Linked DNA regions of Ovis aries: region 1 is linked to region 2. A link is a contact called in public Hi-C data. All regions are on one chromosome and are shown on one strand. The core of a region is the stretch at or near the end of the contact, and the rest is flanking DNA. Distances in the headings are between cores, read along the strand shown. Region 1 holds the start of ETV6 (ETS variant transcription factor 6). Region 2 overlaps ETV6 (ETS variant transcription factor 6).

The links. A called contact is a pair of places that touch in the nucleus more often than the background predicts.
Region 1: a Hi-C map of tail adipose tissue shows a contact between it and region 2, with 2.3 times the contacts expected there. The contact joins the promoter of ETV6 here to the enhancer-like site in region 2. A contact is called at or near these places in 5 of 16 Hi-C or Micro-C datasets (blood, liver, omental adipose tissue and 1 more).

What each region holds. Positions count from the first base shown.
Region 1 is chr3:203,892,111-203,894,810 of ARS-UI_Ramb_v3.0, reverse strand. It overlaps ETV6 (ETS variant transcription factor 6), which reads left to right and starts at 1,403. Exons shown (of 8, transcript XM_060413417.1): 1 at 1,403-1,748. The coding sequence starts at 1,716.
Region 2 is chr3:203,766,473-203,769,172 of ARS-UI_Ramb_v3.0, reverse strand. The region is part of intron 2 of ETV6 (ETS variant transcription factor 6); the gene reads left to right. Among named protein-coding and RNA genes, the nearest start is that of ETV6, 130 kb to the left of the region's middle. Within about 2 kb of position 1,277, at least 15 of the 54 cell types and tissues checked have an H3K27ac peak or open chromatin away from gene starts, as enhancers often do. A contact at or near this core is called in tail adipose tissue, where this site is marked.

The DNA of each region.
Region 1 (2,700 bases), core at 154-2,653, 130 kb before region 2:
GGGTAGGAAAATTGGGGGGCTCTGGGAAATGAGTCGTAGTCTTCATATTCATAATTTAATACACATCCATGCGTTAAAGCCGAAAGTACTAGCAGGCTTTAGAATTTATATATAATTAATAATGTGTCCAGCGGTGGACGCTTCGGAGCATTTTCAGAGACTATAAACAACAATAAAAATAATAGAGTGATCAGACAACACGTACTCAAGGATAGAACCTTCAGCCCCACCGGCTTTAACCTCAATTGTTTTCCCAGCCAAATATTCTTCCCACCCTCCCGGCAGGATCCCGGGGGTCGTCCCATCTGTCAGTGACGGCTTCTGAGAAGCGGTCCGGGGAGGGCTATTATCTCCAGGAACCCGTCCTGTCAACTTTGTACTCGAGTCCCCTTTGTCGGTTGGTAGCGGCCGCTATTGCTTTAAAAGGACAGCAGATTTCGAAACAGGGAGGAAGGGTGGCTGGGGGTGGCGGTGGTCAGGAAAAGGAACTCAACCGCCTTTGATAACTGCCCAGCCGCCTTCCCTTCTCCAGGACGCGTGCTCGGCCCGGCAGCGCCCGCATCCCCGGCCCGGCGGGTGCGCGCGCGCGCACCTAGCGTTTTCGGGGCGCCCACCTCGGCGGGGAATTCCCCCCCGCGGCCGGGCGGGCATCTGCGGGCAGCAGCCCCGCTTTGTCTCCGGCGGCGTCGCGCTCCGCCGCTCGCCCGCTCGCCCCTTTTCCCCGGTGCGGGCTGTAACCCGATCTCCCATTTCCTGGTGGATTCTCTTAAAGAGGCCGCGGTCGAGAAGCAGAACAAAGGCTATTGTTTTATTTCCTCCTTCGGGTTCCGCGTCCTTACCGGAATGTCCCTTCCTATATAATTATTTTCATTGCGTCCGCGCTCGGCTCGGGGTGGCGGGAGGGGGGACGGAGGAAAAATTAAAAAAAAAAAAAAAAAAAGCCCTGTGCCTTTCAGTGTATCTAAGAGACGGAACTAGGGGAGGGGATCGGATCAACGCCTCGTTGATCCTGTCCGGAGGGTTCTGGGGCCCCGAGGCGCGAGCCCGGCAGCGGCCCGGCGGAGCTTAGCAGCCCCGCGCCCGGGCCCCGGGGGCCTAGCGCACGGTCCCCCGCCCCCCGGCCGCCGCGCCGCCTCTCCCCCCCCCCCTCCCCCGCGCGGCTTTTATTTCCCGATGCCGGGCTGTAACCCGAGCTTTTATTTCCTGGTGGCTCCTTTAAGAGGCAGAGCTCAGTGCTGGGAATTCACGTCAGTTTCTGCACTGAAACTCTCAAGATCAATGAGCAAAGAGCTTTCTCAGTTCTGCCTTTCAGTTTCTCTCTTCCAGGAAGGAAAACATTCGAGAGAGAGAGAGGGAGGGCGAGGGAGAGCGGCGGGAGGGCGGGGGGCGGGGGCGCCGGCCCGGGTGGGAGGAGAGAGCGGGGCAGGCCGGCCGGGCTAGCGCCCCGGGTCGCCGCGCCGCGACCTGCAGACCCCGCCGCCGCGCCGCCCGCTCCCACGCCCCCGCCACCCCGCGCGCGGCGACTCGGCCGGCGCCCGGCCCGCCCCGCCCCGCCCCGCGCGCTCGCGGCCCCCCGGGGCGGCCGCCGGGAGAGATGCTGCAAGAAACTTCTTAAATGACCGCGTCCGGCTGGCCGTGGAGCGTTTCTGGGTTGGGGAGAGGAAAGGAAAGTGGAAAAAAAACTGAGAACTTCCTGATCTCTCTCGCTGTGAGACATGTCTGAGACTCCTGCTCAGTGTAGCATTAAGGTAAAGATCTTCTCCCCCTCCCTCTCCGGGGTGGAAAGCCTTGAGCTGCACCGGCCCGGCTGATCGTGCCGGGCTCCTCCGATCCGAGGGGGCTGTTGCAGTCGCTCTGTTCGCAGGAAATTATTTGGGGCGCCGGGGAAGGAGATGCAGCTCTCGGCGGCGGCGTACCCTCTAGTGTAACCTTGCTGCTTCCCCGCTCCCGCCGAGCCCCGTGTCGGCTCCTGCGCCCCCACCCCACCTCCTTTGCTTTTTGACAAGGAAATGCCGGTCACAGTCGGTCAGGAGGAACCCGAGTGGTCCTCAGGTCTGCAAAACACCCCGGTAATTAGTGCGCTTAAAAAAAAAAAAAAAGCCTGCTCCCTACTCCTACTCCCAACATGTGATCGAAATGTAACTTTTGTTCCCGAGGGGTGGTCTCCTTAGAAAAAAAAAAAAAAAAAGCTCTCCGGCTCCATTGGGGTTGGAATCTTTTTTTTAAGGGTTCCGCGAGTCTGGTCAGACAGTCTCTCCCCCCCCCCACCCCCCTGCCGCCCCATTGTAATTGCAGGCGCTTGTCGGAGAGACAGTAGTGCTGTCAGCTTTTCCTGGGCATTGCACAATGAATTTCTTTCTTTTCTTTCTTTCTTTTTTTTTTTTTTTTAAACCAAGGTGAATAAAGTTGCTGAATGGTTATTTTACTCTCGTAGGCATCTGAACGTTGAGCAATCCAAAAGTAGAAAACTCTTGTCATGCAGGGAGAATGATTGAAGTGACCAGGCAGAATGACCTTCCCACTTTGACAGTGCAGAGAGGGTAGCTAAGAGTAGAAATCTCCCAGTCTCTGGCCAAGGTTTGCAGTCTGGTAAATGCAGGATGGTGGAGGATGTTTGCAAACACAGTACTTATCTTCCAAGTAGTGGTGTGTGTGAGCATTTATGTACATGTCTGTATGTCTGTAAAGGCTAGTGGTGCT
Region 2 (2,700 bases), core at 28-2,527:
ACTGTTACCCTCAGGATGCAGGTTCCGGTTATAGAGGACTCGGCAGGGGGAGGGAGTCACCTTGGCCCTTCCCTAATTGATTTCTCACGACCTGCATGTTGGTCTGGTTGTAGCTGCTGTCTCTTTCTGCCACAGTCGTGCTCCCTGGGTTATTCTGCTCTTCGTGGCTTATCCCTCCTGAGAAAGACCAAGGCTGCCTACTAAGAGTGGGGAGCGAGAGGAGAAGATGCAGGCTTCTGTTTCCTCTGTCTGTGCCTACTCAGCAGATCAGATGACTGTGACGCTAGGAGGTACTGGGGGGGTGTTACTGGCATATCCCTTCTCTTTCACAGTGAGGATGGTAGCTGTAAACTTCAAGGGATGTGGGAGCATCCTTCACCTCCTTCAGCCAGCCTGCCATGTCTATCGGTGTTTACAAAGCTCGTATACTGTGGTCAGCACCTTCCAGCCTCTGTCTACCATCTTCTCCACAGTGAACTTTAAAGAGATTAGGACTGTGAAGGTGTCAGGGTCATGACTGTGGGCATGGTCGTCTGCAGTATACTGGAGCATTCTGGTACCAATGAGTATTGTGAGCAGACAGACTGGGAAAGAGACCACAGCCAGGTGTGAGCCTTTTTTTTCTCCAGAAGCTGTTCTATGACCAGGACATTCACTTCAGGATGGAACAGACTCAGGCCATGCAGACAAAGCATGCCTGCTCCTAATCCCATTCATTTATTCATTCCACAAGCAGTTGCTGATTACCTGCCCTATGCCAGGCACTTTGAAGGGAATAGAGTAGACCCAACTGCTTGCCCCTGTGGAGCTTGGAGTCTCCATAAAGAGAGAAAAGGAAATGATGAACTCCTGTTCTAAATAAGCTTTTGAATTCTGTACTGACACACTCACTCCCCTGACCCCGCTCCCCACCCCCACCGCACCCCCACATCCCAAGAAAGCCCTAACTCTTGGTTTGCCACTGGATGGCTTTCACATATGGAGGCTCTTTTACCCTAGCGCTGCCTCTCCATAAAAAGTTATCATGATAAAATGCACTAACAACGAACTGGCACTCAGATCCTTAACTAGTTCTGCTGTTAGACGAGCTGTTTGACTGTGAGTCAGTCATCATAACACTCAGTTTTCCTACCATGCAAGATGGTGATTGGACAGGAGAATGTTTAACAGCCCTCTTACCTTGAAAATATTATGACCTCACCTAAGATATCATTTTCCCTACTTGGGACTGTTTCTTCCATACAGACATTGTAACATTTTTTCTTGAGTGGAGAGTTTCCTCATTGAGTCACAGCTGTGCTGTTCACCACTGTTTGGCCAGGCCCTGCCATGTGCCTAGCACATAAGCATCATAGCTAATATTTATTTATTGGGATGACTCTGTAGCAGGCACTGTGTGAAGTCCTTGATGGAAATTATTTTATTTATTCTCACAGCAATACTTGTAGATATTCTTTCTATATCCGTGTCACACATAAGGAATTTAGGGTTTAAGAGAATGTGAACAAACTACCAGGGTCACCCAGTCAATGGGAGACTCAGTTCTGTCTGACTCCAGAGCCTGTGTGTCTGTGTGTGTGCTGGCATGTCCAACTCTTCGAGAAACCACAGGCCATAGCTGGCCAGGCTCCTCTGTCCATGGGATTCTCCAGGTAAGAATACTGGAGCGTGCTGCCATTTCCTTCTCCAGGGGATCTTCCCAACCCAGGAATTGAACCCACGTCTCCCACGTCTCTTGCATTGACAGGCAGATTCTTTACCACTGCGCCACCTGGGCTGTTATCTATCCTGCCACGATGTAAGTATATTTACTATGTACCTTTTGGATGGGTGGATGAGTTCAGGGTTGCCACTTAGCCAGTATTCACGGATGTCGCCAGAGGGCTGGTTTCTGGCTGGAATCTGTTCTAACTGGTGGATCAGTTGTCGAATAGTTTACATTTCTCGCTTGGATAATGGATGGATGAGTAGATAGACGGTTGGATGGATACCCACGTAGAGAATTATCCGATCTAGAACTGTAGCAGAGCACCACTGGCCTTAAAACATAGTCAGTCGTTAGGTGATGGATTTAGGTTTCATGGTGATTGTTTTGTCTGAGGGCTACTCTCTGGGCAGCCTGATTAGTTAGAGCCCTCCTTGGCATCTGCACTGGCCCTCTCGTAACACCACTGGTTCCCACATCTGGAACGAATCCTCCGGTTCCCAGGCTCTTGCCATCTGTCCTCAGCTGGGACTTTCCACGGGAGGCTGAGCTGCCCGCCTCTCTCGTGAGTTCCAAAACTCAGCTGCCCGTTGTGCTGTTCGAGAAACATCCCCTGAAGCCTCTAGGTTGGTTGCGGCTGGGCTGTACACTTGAGGATGCCTCCCAGCTGAGTTTCCAAGCCGAAAAGAAAATAAATCTTCTGACAAGGGAATTTGGTTATTGCTGTTCAAATCTGGGATTCCAGACAATTCCCAGTGGAATGCTCATGGAAAGTACGGGGAAGAATCCGAGAGCCAAGACAGCAGCAGGACATTTATGGTATTGCTAGTTTGAAAGCGTTTTTAGCTGCTTGTTTTAAAGAGACACTCACCAGCCTGGTATGCCTCCAGTGGCTTCTTTTCTCCCTTTATCCTCATTGATCTCCAGATAAATCCTCTCTCTCTTTTAACCCTTCCGTTTCCTCGTTTCTGAAATCAATATCTAGCCTTTCCTGG